Regions from separate parts of the Ovis aries genome. Here region 2 is linked to region 1. A link is a contact called in public Hi-C data. All regions are on one chromosome and are shown on one strand. The core of a region is the stretch at or near the end of the contact, and the rest is flanking DNA. Distances in the headings are between cores, read along the strand shown.

Region 1 (6,828 bases), core at 1,686-4,185:
TTGCATCTACGTTATGCAACACTGAAAAAGACTTTTCACTTTCATGTAGAAAAAGTATGATGACTGCTGGAAATTTAAGACAGAAAATGAATCCATTTCTAACCCTCTAACTGGAAGATCTAGCAATAAGCAAGAAAATCAAGACAATTCTACAAATGACACAGCAGCAGAGACTGATGAGCCTCAACAATCTATACAGCCGTGCATACAGGAATATTTCCCCCTAGATTAATACACAAACAAAAGCATGAATTCCAGCTCTAAAATTTCAAATCAGAGAACCAGAAAGCGTCTGCAGTCTGTCTTCATGAACTTTTTTTCCTTTTTAAAAAAAGGAAAAACACCTTTCCTTTAGAAAACCTTAACAAAGACGAAGCCCAGAAACTTTGGCAAAACATAGCCAAGGCAACAGGCGCTGGAGAAGACACGCAATTTTACAAAGTTACCAAATGTCCCAGTAAGACTGGTTGATAAATTAACTTCGTTCTGCTGAACGCTTCAAAAACTGCGGTTTTGATAGTATTTTCTAATTACACAGGCTTTAAGAACAACATGTATGCTAATAAACGGGGACCTCAAATACATGTGCAATGAAGCAAAGCTGATATTCCAGATTACATTTTAAATAGTCCAAAGAAAATGGAAAACTGCAACTGCAGGCTTGCGCAAAGCCCAAACCGGGAAAACACAACTGGGCGGCAGGGTCCAGTACCCCGGCTTCGCAGGCTGGCCGCCCTTCCCTTCCACCCGGAGAACCAGAAGAACAAAGTTCACACTGACTGAACGTTCAGGGTCGCGCCAGAATATCGAGGGGAGGAGGAGGCGTCCTCCGCACCCGCTGTCTGGGTAGGGAATGGATTCAAGCGCCTTGGTCAAGTTCACGGCGGTTCCTCGCCCCAGACGGCGCGACAGACATGCCCCGGGAACCGACGCCGCGGTTCAGGGAGCGTCCTCCTGAACAACTCGGCTAAGCGGGGCCCCCAGGACCGGGGTCAATCCTCCTCCCGGCGCCGCCCCGGCCAGGACGGTCCGCGGGCGTCCGTCAAAGCCGGGAGAGAGGGCACCGCGGCCGAGGACGGAGCCGCGCCCGGCCCTGCGGGAAGGCTGCCGCCCCGCGGGGCCCGGGTTTCACCGCGGACCGCAGCCCCGGAGCCGCCCGCCCGCCCGGCGCCCCTTTACCTTGCTGCCGCTGCCTCCGCGAGGCTCGGACTCTGCGAGGCTGGAGCCGGGGTCCCGGGTCGAGGCGGCCGTCTTCTGGCCGGGTGGGAGGCTCGGCCCGCCGGGCGGGAGCGGCGGCGCCGCGGGGCCCGGCACGTCCTCGGCCTCCTTGCCGCCGGGATACACCCCACGGCTCTCGGAAATGTGGATGCTCGGGGCGCAGCCCATGCTGGCGGCAGCGCCGCGGACACGCTGGCGGGCAGCCGCGATCCGGTCAGTAAACGGCCCGCCCGGCGCCTCGGGGCCGCCGCGTGCGCCGTGTCATCTCCGCCTGGGCGGGCGGCGGCGGCGGCGAGCGCGGGTCTCCCGTCAGGAAGTGCGGCCGCCCCTTTTATCGCGGTGCGGGCGCGGCGGCGGCGGCGGCGGAGGCGGCGGGGAGGGGGCGATGGGGCGGGCAGCGCACCGCGGCCGCCCCTCCGAACATGCCCTTCCAGAGGAGGGAGCCGCCGGCCGTCTCCCCTCACATCGCCGCGCTCGTCTCTGCCGCGCCGCGCTTCCGGGGAATTTCAGGGGAGGAGATTTGCGCTCTCCCGGCCCGAGAGCCGACAAGTCCCCGCCGCGCGAGCGACGCCGCCCTCGCCGTGAGGCGGCGCGACCCCCCGGGGGAGGTGCGCTCCCGGCTACGCCCGCTCCGGCCCCGGAGGCGCTGTGGCCGGCGCCTCCAGAGGCTCCGGGCTCTCACGTCTCTCCGCCAGCCGCCCCACGGATAAATGCCCTCCGAGGGCTGGTGGCGGAGAAAGCTAGAACGGTTGAGCGGTGCAGGCCGGAGGAATCCCGCCGGGACAGCAAGGCCGTGTCCACCCCGGGAGGGACGGAGGGACGCGGACCTGAGGCCGCGCCGTCGAGAAGCGCTGAAGCGGCGGCGCTCGCTCAGGAGCTGCGGGCGGCGCGGCTCCGGCTCCGGCTCCGGCTCGGTATTCCGGGCCGGGTCTTGCCGGCAGCACGCCGCGCCCAGCCCCCAGCGGTGACCTCCAGCGGGTGCTGGCGTCAATGCAAAGCAGCTGGGGTGCCCGCCGCCGCCTCCCGGCTCCGCCCGCCACGGAGCATGCGCGGCCACGACGGGAGGGGCGCGCGGCCAGGCTGCGGGAGGGAGAAAGACTTACCCATGGCCGCACGTGGTCACCCCCGAGCCAGTGGTCTCTGATCTCCGGCCTGTGGCCACTAAAACCCATACCTCAGGGTTCGAATCCCGGCTCCGGAACTTAGCAGCTGTGTGACTTCGATCAGGGCCCTGTCTCTGAGCCATTCAAGAGCCAGGAGGGGGAGGGTGGGGGGTGACGGGTGTTACTGACTCGGGCTCAATCCGTGTCCTCGCGTGCCAAGATCTGGAGCCCTAGGCCCGCCTACACCGGCGACTGGGAGGCTGGGATGACAAGAAGCCACATTTCGTGGCAGGCTGGGGATGCCGTCCTACTCGTCCTTAACCAGAGGAGGCCTGTGATGACGCCAGACGCGTTGGCAGAAGGGCACCCCACACACATCGCCACCCGCTCACTGTGTGACCTTGGGCGAATCACTTAGCCTTTCTGTGCTAGGTCTCCTCCCACGATCAACTGGAGAGTGGCACCCCTGGGTGTGCATCACGTACCCTGGAGCTGCCCACCTCGGACCCACCCTCACTCCCGCCCCTCTCTCCCTGCGGCTCGCGGTCAGCCGAGACCCGGCACGGCTAGTCCCTTTCCTCTGCCGCCGTCCACACCTTTCCTAGCGCGGCCCTGGAACGACCCTGAGGTGCCGCCCACTCCCGCCTTGGCCCCGGCTACTGTGAAGACCTGGAGGGGTATTCCGGGCTGGAGTCCCTGCTGCGGCGCTGGCACTGCCGCAGAGGCTCCAGCGCTGGGTTCCCTGCGGCGGCTCAGGCTTCAGGGTGCTAGGGAATCTAAGATCCACAGCCCCCGCGCCCTCTCCAGCAGGGATCTTTAGGGCCCGAGGTGGGCACCGGGCAGTTCCCCAAGGGCAGCAGAGCAGAAAGGCCCGGTAACCGGGGAGCAGCTTCCCTCTACCGGCCCTCTTTACTAACCTAGCTGGCCCAAGCCACTGGCACATGACTTATATTATCAAGTTCAAGCACATTTAGCAATAATCATAATACCCTCCCTGCCTTATAAAAATACCAACGGCTCAATGACGATGTCTTAAAAGACACAAGGGAAGATTTTTACTATCACCAGTAATTCTACCAGCACTGCAGTGTTTTCTGCCTCAGTGCTCCTGGATTTAGAAGGTAATTTTTCCAGGCAGAACCATGACTCTTCTAAATAAAGAGTAATTGGTGAAGAAAATGCTTTCAACCATCAGAGAGTTTGCAAGTCTGTCTCAGACCCTCTGTCCTCCCTGCTCTGCCTCACTGAGAAGTCTGGCCTTGATGACTACCAGCACTGACCTTGCCTCCTTCCAGCACTCCAGGGTGCCTCCTGGGCCCACCTTCTAATACAGGACATTGTTGTCCTGGCCTCTCTCTGGACATCCTTGAGCCCTGCTCTAATTAGGGGTGAGGACACTTACCCCCAGCTGACCCTGATCCCCTTATCCACTAGCTAGCCTCCTGCGCTGCCCTGTGCTATCGTGAGCTGGTCACTTACCCTCTGTTCTCAGAGAACTGTTGCATAGTCACATTAACTGATTTCCAGGTCTGCAATTTAGGAATGCTAAACTTAGAGACCTAAAACCAAGAATGAAGTAGGAGCAGGCAGGAATGGTGGGAGACATTTGCCTACTTCTGGGGTCACAAGGAGCAACCCCCCACTCACTTCCATTCATACTCTGGAACTCAGCCTGGAACACTCCAGGAAGTCACAGCTTCCCCCCTCACCTTAGCTAGCATCAATTCCACCACTGCCCTCCTTCCCTGGCCATCATCTGAACCTCAAAGTCCCTGAACACTTCTCTACCCAGTTTCCCCAGACCTCAGTGACAAGGGACACAAAAGGAGTCGCAGTGACAAAACCAACCCGAACCTCACTGGTATGTGCCACTCACTGGCTCACCCAGGACTCCGGAGCCCCTGTGAAGAATCCCTCCACATAGGTGTGTGTGAAGAGAGCTCACACACAACCCTACTCCTGCTGCAGGAGAGGCACCCCCAGCCATGTGGGTATCTGGAAGTTGGTGGCATGCAGAACATACTCCCCCGCCACCCCAATCCATTCTCCCCGCCCCCAACTGCAGGGACCCTCAAACAGGACTGCTTGACCCCCTACCAGGCTCAAACTTGTCAATGAATGTCAACTTCAGTTCTTATTCTGCATGAGGTAAATGGGACCAGGAAAGGACTCAGCCGAGAGACAGAGGCCAGCCTGGCACCCTCACTCCCACCCACCCCCACACACACAGCCCATTTCCAGGAGACTCCTCAGTCGTCTGGCCCCTCCCCAGTTCATGAGAGACGTGAAGATGCAGTGCTCCACACAGCTTTATTCTATGTAAAACCCAAACCAACTTGGTTTACGCGCCTCTTACACGTAAGCTGATCCTTTTTCTTTAACAACTGGAGCTCCCTCGCGGCCTTCTTTCCTCCCCTACCTGGGAGTCAGCATTCAAAGGCTGCTACTGGCGCCCACCTTTCTGCTCCTTTCCTTGCCTCCCCACTGAACTGGGCTGGAAGCAGCCAAGAGCAGGAGAGATCCCACACCCTGAGGTGCGAATCCCAGTCCTGCCACAAGCCCTCTCTCCAAGCCACTTTCCTTCACTGTAAATCTAGGATTAATGATATCTACCCCTCAGGGATTAAATAGGCTAACTGATGTCAGATGCCCAGAATAATTACTGAGCGCCTGTGTCTTAGCTTGCCAACTTCTCCTGGGTCCTTTCAACACCATCTTCCTGCAGGCCTGCCCCTAGACTGACGAAAACTGCTGGAGGAAATAAAATTACCCCGAGGATCCATACCACTACAAATCTGGCATCAGACTTCGGTTCATTTCTCTAAATTGCAAGATTTTGTACAATGTGATTTTTAAATCTTTTAAAATCACATTCATATGTGCTAGAAAAATAGTAAAAAAAAAAAAGTTAAAATTAGCATAAGTATATAAAATGTGCAGAAACAAAGGAAAGCCTTTCTTCCTTCCCCAGTCCCTTCCTTCCGTAGAGGTAACTATTGTTAACAGTTTGGACCATATGCTACCAGACCTGTTTCTATGTTAAATAATCAGACACACACACACACACACATGCACACACACACACAGCTGTTAGAATATCACAAGCAGGGCTGCATTGAACATCCTTGAATGCATCTTTTTCTGTTAAGATGGACTCCTAAAAGTTGAATTGTTTGGTGAAAAGGTATGTACCCTCTCATCCCATCCCAGCTCCAGAAGGGATGAAGGGAAATGAAAACATAGAACCAGGCTGAGCTGTGCGATTGAAAGGGGGAACCCTTTAGCCATACCCTCTGCACCTGGATAGGGAGGATCTGGCTACCCCAGATACAAAACCTCTGTTGACCATCCTTTCCAGGCCCCTGGCCGGCTTACCTTCATTTCTCTCTGTACTCCCAAGCCCTGAGTACAGTGTTTGAGTGTTCCTGCCTTTCTCTGGTAAGGCACTGGACGATCCGCCCTGAAGAACCGCAAGAGAGAGCAGCAGTTCCCATAGGTGAGGACAGCAGAGGGAAGCCTCCAGGTGCTGTCCTCTGACTCCACAACCCAGGTGCGCCTCAGCACTTCTCTCCTCTGTTTGGCTCTGGACCTTGGTACTCAGGATTCTCCTGGAGCTTAGAGCTAACCACCCACTATGCACCCTTTTTCTCAGAATGACCCTATTCGCTCCTGCTATTTCAGACTCCTCCACTCCCAACAAGGGGGCTCGGCCTCCAGTGCCAGCTCCCTGCTACCCTCGACTCCAACCACACTTTCCCACCAGGTCAGGGGGTCACACCTCTCCCACCTACTAGAGACGGTCTCAGATTCCAAACACTGCTGTATTTGGTTGTAAAGGTCAGAGCCGCACTCTGCCAGTTCAGCCACTATTAGTTGCTCAGTTGTGTCCGACTCTGTGAACCCATAGACTAAACCACCAGGCTCCTCTGTCTATGGGATTCTCCAAGCCAGAATACTGGAGTGCGTTGCCATTCCTTTCTCCAGGGGATCTTCCCAACCTAGGGATTGAACCCAGGTACTTCTTGCTTCATTTCCCCAGAATACAGGAAGGGAACGGGAGCTCGGATCAGGGCCTCAGATGCCACTAGGACCATCTCACAGTCCTGACTGCTCGACTCTCAACATAATTTCTTGTAATGCTGAAAACATGACCTTTCGGAGCTCCCATCTCTACCTTCCCAGTCCCACAACGACACTGTCAGTTTCCACTGCAGAGAAAGTTCCTTGTCCGAGGTTCCTAATTTGGAGTGTCCCTACCCCCAGGACCCCATGCTTAGAGAGGCCCCAGTCTTGGTTGATGCTCGACCATATTGAAATTCCTAACAAGTGTTGAACAAGAAGCCCCGTATTTTCATGTCACCCTGGGCCCCACAAGTTCTGCAGCTGGTTCTGCCTCCCTCCTCTGAGAAGTGCTTTGCTCAGATGTGTGCAGGGGAGAAAAGCATAGGGTAGTGCCAGCAAGAAAGGTGGTGTCTTGGAAAAATTCACCGGGCCTTCCCTGAAGGTC
Region 2 (6,285 bases), core at 366-2,865, 190 kb before region 1:
GTGTTCATTGGAAGGACTGATGTTGAAGCTGAAACTCCAATACTTTGGCCACCTGATGCGAAGAGCTGACTCACTTGAAAGTACCTTAATGCTGGAAAAGATTGAGGGCAGAAGAAGGGGATCACCGGATGAGATGGTTGGATGGCATCACCAACTCAATGGACATGGGTTTGGGTAGATTCTGGCAGTTGGTGATGGACAGGGAGGCCTGGCATGCTGTGGTTCATGGGGTCACAAAGAGTCGAACAGGACTGAGCGACTGAACTGAAGTGCTAAAAAAAAAATGAAAAAAGGATAACAGTGCTACTTTTAATATATAAATTGGATGAAAAGCCCCTTTGATAAGGTGACATTTGAGTAAAGCTTTGGAAGTGAGATAATCATTTCCCAGTTGTACTTGTGTCTCCACCAGGCTACAAGGCTGACCTTGGTGGGGACCTGGTGCGCAAGGCCATCCCCTACCTTCTCACTTTTCCATACTTCCACGCGCTGTCCCCGTTCCCCGCTCCCCCCCCCCACCACGCCCCCAACATACACACACCGCCCCTGGCATGTGTGGAAGAGATGCACCTCTCCTCCAACCCCTTGGGGGATCCAACCACTATAGAGTTCAGTCGCTCAATCGTGTCCGACTCTGTGACTCCATGGACTGCAGCACGCCAGGCTTCGCTGTGCATCACCAACTCCCGGAGCTTACTCAAACTCATGTCCATCGAGTCAGTGATGCTATCCAACCATCTCATCCTCTGTCGTCCCTTTCTTCTCCCGCCTGCAGTCTTTCCCAGCATCAGGGTCTTTTCCAATGAGTCAGTTCTTCGCATCAGGTGGCCAAGAAAGTATTGGAGTTTCAGCGTCAGTCCTTCCAATGAATACTCAGGTGAGGTGAGGTGAAGTCGCTCAGTCGTGACCGACTCTTTGTGACCCCGTGGACTGTAACCTACTAGGCTTCTCCGTCCATGGGATTCTCCAGGCAAAAATACCGGAGTGGGTTGCCGTTTCCTTCTCCAGAATACTCAGGACCGATGTAGAAGCAGTGGAAACCACTGTTGGAAGGCTTTCAGACACCAGCCTAAGACGACCATAGGCAGGGCGGAGCGGCAGAGCCTTGCCCAGCAGGGGGCGGATCAATAGCTCGTTCTGCCCGCTGGATGCAGACGGGCCGTCCACATTTCCGTTCTATTTTGCCTCCGCCCCGCTAGGGGTCGCTGTGGAGCGCTGGAGTAGGCTCAGCGCGTCCCAGGCTAGGCGGAAGCGGCTTTCTGGCCTGCGCTTTATAGGTCTCTCTTGTGCTTCCTGTTTCCTCTTTTACCAAGGACCCGCCAACATGGTAGGTGTTTTGGCTCTAAGTTGGTGCACGCCAGAATCGTCCGCCATCCGTCGTTTCCCTCAGCTCCCAGCCCGTAAGGAGGCGCGCACTGCCCTGTGAGGCTGAAGCCTCCATAGGTTGCTGGTTTCCGCGTTGACCCCTCGCTCCACCGCTGCCCGGCCGGGCCTTTACTGTACCGGGCTCAGCCCCAGCCCACGAACCCAGCTCGGGTCAGGGTGTGACGCCGCGCTGTTTCCTGGAGCGGGGTGGTCCTGGCTCGCGAGTGACCCTATTTTCTCCACCCGCAGGGCCGCGTTCGCACCAAAACCGTAAAGAAAGCGGCCCGGGTCATCATTGAGAAGTACTACACGCGCCTGGGCAATGACTTCCACACCAACAAGCGGGTGTGCGAGGAAATCGCCATTATTCCCAGCAAGAAGCTTCGCAATAAGATCGCAGGGTGAGTCGAGTCTGAGTTCGGTTTCCAGGGCCTCCGTGGCCCCGCGGGTGGGTCCTGGGAGCTGTGCATTTGTGGGGGTTTTTGGTGAAGTTGTCTTGTGTTCACGTTGCATCGATACTTGGCTGTTTGACTGGCAATGGCGCTTGGACGAAGTTAGCCCCAGTTGATCTCTGGAAGAGAATATTTAAAGACCTACTTGATCTTCTGCTGTATTGCGTAAATTGGAACTCGAAGGAAAGCAGATGAGGGTTGGGAGGGATCGCGAAAGTTTGTTGGAGTATTTGGTGGTTTTACAAACGAACGTGAATATAGAGGACAGCCATGCCTGCATAAGGAGCTGAGTGTAGAGGTTCTGTGTATGTAGAGGATTCCCAAGATGACTCCTCTCCCTTCTCACTGCCGGTAAAGAACTGAAACTCCTACGTGCACATCCAGAGGTGCTGTGTACCGTGGGGACCAATGTGTGTTCTTGGGCGCTTTGTAGCTACGTCACACATCTGATGAAGCGGATTCAAAGAGGCCCTGTGAGAGGTATCTCCATCAAGCTGCAGGAGGAGGAGAGAGAGAGGAGAGACAATTACGTGCCTGAGGTAAATTTTCTGGGTCTTACTCTGGACCTCTGGTTCATCTTGAAAGATAGAAGGAGGTCTCTGAGAACCGTTTCAGGTACTTGGTTTCCAGGGGGACCTCAGCTGCATCTCCATAGACCACCCCACCCCCCTTAAGCAGCTGAGCTGTGCTTGTGGCTTAGTCGCCTCCGAGTCTTTGCGACCCCTTGGGCTGTAGCCCGCCACGCTCCTCTGTCCGTGGGATTCTCCAGGCAAGAATAGTGGGGTGGGTTGCCATACACTTCCACAGGGGATCTTCCCGACCCAGGAGTGGAACCTAGGTCTCCCACATTGCAGGCGGATCCTTTACCATCTTAGCCACCAGGGAAGCCCATAAGCCGCTGTAGGTGCCTGTAATCTGTGAATACCTGCCTGTATGTTGTGTTCCACCCTGTTAGGACCGTGTAAGTTCTGTACACAAGAACCTTGCATTACTGGTGACTTCTTAAGGTTTTTTAAACACTGAATTTGTGGGAGCCTATTGTATCCCCTCTATGCTTCACCCCTCCCCCATTTTTTCTTCCTCATTTAAGAATATTGGAGAAAAGGCAGGGAAGGTGAGAGATTCTCTAACTCATTACTATTTGGGGCCGGCCTTGTTTCTCCTAGGTCTCAGCCCTGGATCAGGAAATCATTGAAGTAGATCCTGACACTAAGGAAATGCTGAAGCTATTGGTAAGTGTTTGCTGAATTTCTGAAGTAGGGTTTCCCTGGTCACCAACTATCAGTAGCTCTCTGCTGTCTGTAATACCACGGGGTAACACTTGTTGAATCTTTAAAATATGTCAGATAGTCTCCACATTTTCTATATGTTGTTTTCCTCACTGTATCCCATGAGGTACCTCCTGTCTACGTTTTATAGATGTTGGAGCGGTAATTTCAGGTTAGTGGGTGGCAGAGGTGGGACTCCATCCACACTTCTAACCACTAAGCTAGACTACCTCCAGAGGGGGTTTAGCTGGTTGCTAAAGGTCGAGTTTGCTGTGCATGCGACGATAACTCCCAGGTCTAGTGACCATTGCTCTTCTTGCTCTTCTGTGTCCACATGCTAGCCACTCACATGAGCTCTGGTTTCATTTCTGGTGCTGACAGGGCACTACTTGAGTGGTTCAGCTGTCTTCAGCACACTGATAAGTGTCTCTTCTGTGATTTATCTTAGTACTTGTGCATTTTGGTGAAAGCATGAGCTTCAAAGTCCAGGGGGCAGTTGATTTCGAGCAACTTTATTTTTCCCTTTTTTATGATGATGAGACGTTTAAATAGTAGCATGAATTCCTATATACCTACCACCCAGCTTCAGAAAAACATCACCAGTACAGCTAAAGCCTGTTATAGATTATTTTCTCCTGAAATAACCACTATCCTGGAATGTAGCTTTTTATTTTCAATGGTAAAATTGATCTTTGAGCATGAAGTGAGGAATTAATTTCTGGTTATGTGGCAGGACCTTGGTTTCACTGCTCTTAGATGGAGCCAGCTCTGAGGCAGGCCCTCCCCTTGTCCCACCACTCATCTTCCTGGGCCTTCACAAATGCTGACTGCATGAGTGATGCATCCTATCTGAGACCGGTCCTGAAAGTGAAGGGGCACTGTGTTAGCCTTAGAGCAGTATTCTTAAAGGGACAGATTTTGCACCCAGGGGACATTTGGAGATACCTGGTCACAGCTGGGGGTACAAGTAGACTTGTGGGTGAAGGCTGAGGATGCCGTTAAAAGTCTTAGAATGCACAGGACAGCTGCCTTGTGACTGCTGGGGTGGAGGATCCTTCAGATGGAGTCCACCCCCTTGTGAGTTTACTGGTCTGGGGTGGGAAGAAAGCTGTCACTTTTCTGCGGGGTCCCAGCAGTCTGACCCAAGCTGGAGGAGTTGGTGAAGCATAGCCTAATGGTGGTACTGGGACGCTGGACACAGATCTTGCCAGAACAGCCACACTAAGCCCATTTTTATCATTACAGGACTTTGGCAGTCTGTCCAACTTGCAGGTCACTCAGCCTACAGTTGGGATGAACTTCAAAACACCGCGTGGAGCCGTTTGAGTCTTTCTGCTGTGCTGTAATATTTTCAATAAACCTCGGACAACAACCTTGCCTGTGTCATCTGTGTGGTTGGGTCCTGGTGGAACTAAGGACAGGAATTCTTTCTCACGGGAGAAGTGTCCTGCAGAGCACCTGTGGGCAGCGCCCATACAGACAGTGGATGCCTGAGAAGGCCTGGTCCTGGCAGGTCCTGCATGCGCACTCTGGCTTCGGGCAAAAGTCAGGAGATGCTTTTCCCTCTTTACCCCATGTGTCCTGTGTGTTTGAGCTCAGCCTCTCCTGGGTACATGCAGTTCGGGTTAGTGAACCTTCTTGTCTTGAAAAGGTAATGTTCCCCACATGTATGAGGGTTGGGTTTTCTGGGGATGGGAGACAGAATGGGTGTGGAGCACAGGAGACTTAAGTGTGAATGGATGTGTGTGTGGAAGGATCAGTGAGACCATGGGATGTGTCAGGTTAAGGGAGGCAGAGCTTGCTAGGTGCATCTTGGGAGATGGTTCTGAGCTTAGAGATCCTGCTGAGGCAGTGGGTCCAACTGTGTGGTGGAGAGTGCTAGGTTGGGCTGGTGCGTCTTGTCAGTTTCCTAAGAACAAGGACATTAACAGCTATGAATGAATGATCGTAATCAGGAAATCCACATGGATATGATAGTGCTACCTAACCCATCAGTTAAATTGCTCAGTTGTGTCTGACCCCATGGACTGCAGCATGCCATGTTTCTCCATCACCAACTCCCAGATCCTGTTCAAACTCATGTCCATTGAGTCAGTGATGCCATCCGATCATCTCATCCTCTGTCATCCCTTTCTGCCTTCAGTCTTTTCCAGCATTAGGGTGTCTTCCAGTGAATCATTTCTTCGCATCAGATGGCCAAAGTATTGGAGCTTCAGCATCGGTCCTTCCAGTGAATATTTAGGACTGGTTTCCTTTAGGATAGACTGGTTTGATCTGGCAGTCCAAGGGACTCAAGAGTCTTGAACCCCACAGTTCAAAAGCAATTCTTTGGCGCTTAGCTTTATAGTCCAACTCTTAGATCCATACATGACTGCTGTAAAAACCATAGCTTTGACTAGACAAACCTTTGTCTCTGCTTTTTAATAGGCTGTCTAGGTTGGTCATAGCTTCAAAGGAGCAAGCATCTTCATGGCTGCAGTCACCATCTGCAGTGATTTTGGAGCCCAAGGAAATAAAGTATGTCACTGTTTCCCCATCTGTTTGCCATGAAGTGATGGGACTGGATGCCATGATCTTAGTTTTTTGAGTGTTGAGTTTTAAGCCAGCTTTTTCACTCTCCTCTTTTGCTTTCATCAGGAAGTTCCTCAGTTCCTTTTTGCTTTCTGCTGTAGGGGTGGTGGTATCTGCGTATCTGAGGTTATTGATATTTCTCCCAGCAATCTTGATTCCAGCGTGTGCTTCATCCAGCTGGGTGTTTCACATGATGTACTCTACATACAAGTTAAATAAGCAGGGTGACATTGTACAGCCTTGACGTACTCTCCCAATTTTGAAACAGTCTGTTGTTCCATGTCCAGATGAGTGCAATTGTGTGGTAGTTTGAGCATTCTTTGGCATTGCCTTTCTTTGGGATTGGAATGAAAACTGACCTTTTCCAGTCCTGTGGCCACTGCTGCATTTTCCAAATTTGCTGGGGTATTGAGTGCAGCACTTTAACTGCACTCATCTCACACACTAGCAAAGTAAGGCTCAAAATTCTCCAAGTGAGGCTTCAACAGTACACGAACTGAGAACTTACAGATGTTCAACATGGATTTAGAAAAGGCAGAGGAACCAGAGATCAAATTGCACATTGAGTGCGGCATCATCTTTTAGGACTTGAAATAACTCAGCTGGAATTCCATCACCTCCAGTAGCTT

What was found. A called contact is a pair of places that touch in the nucleus more often than the background predicts.
Region 2: a Hi-C map of liver shows a contact between it and region 1, with 2.8 times the contacts expected there. The contact joins the promoter of RPS17 here to the promoter of PDE8A in region 1. A contact is called at or near these places in 3 of 16 Hi-C or Micro-C datasets (hypothalamus, liver and tail adipose tissue).

Annotation. Positions count from the first base shown.
Region 1 is chr18:21,969,909-21,976,736 of ARS-UI_Ramb_v3.0, reverse strand. PDE8A (phosphodiesterase 8A) reads right to left here and starts at 2,935. Exons shown (of 21, transcript XM_060401660.1): 1 at 2,322-2,935. The coding sequence starts at 2,390.
Region 2 is chr18:22,157,447-22,163,731 of ARS-UI_Ramb_v3.0, reverse strand. It overlaps RPS17 (ribosomal protein S17), which reads left to right and starts at 1,615. Exons shown (of 4, transcript NM_001280688.1): 1 at 1,615-1,766; 2 at 2,251-2,356; 3 at 2,984-3,049; 4 at 4,331-4,457. The coding sequence starts at 1,615. The coding sequence ends at 4,411.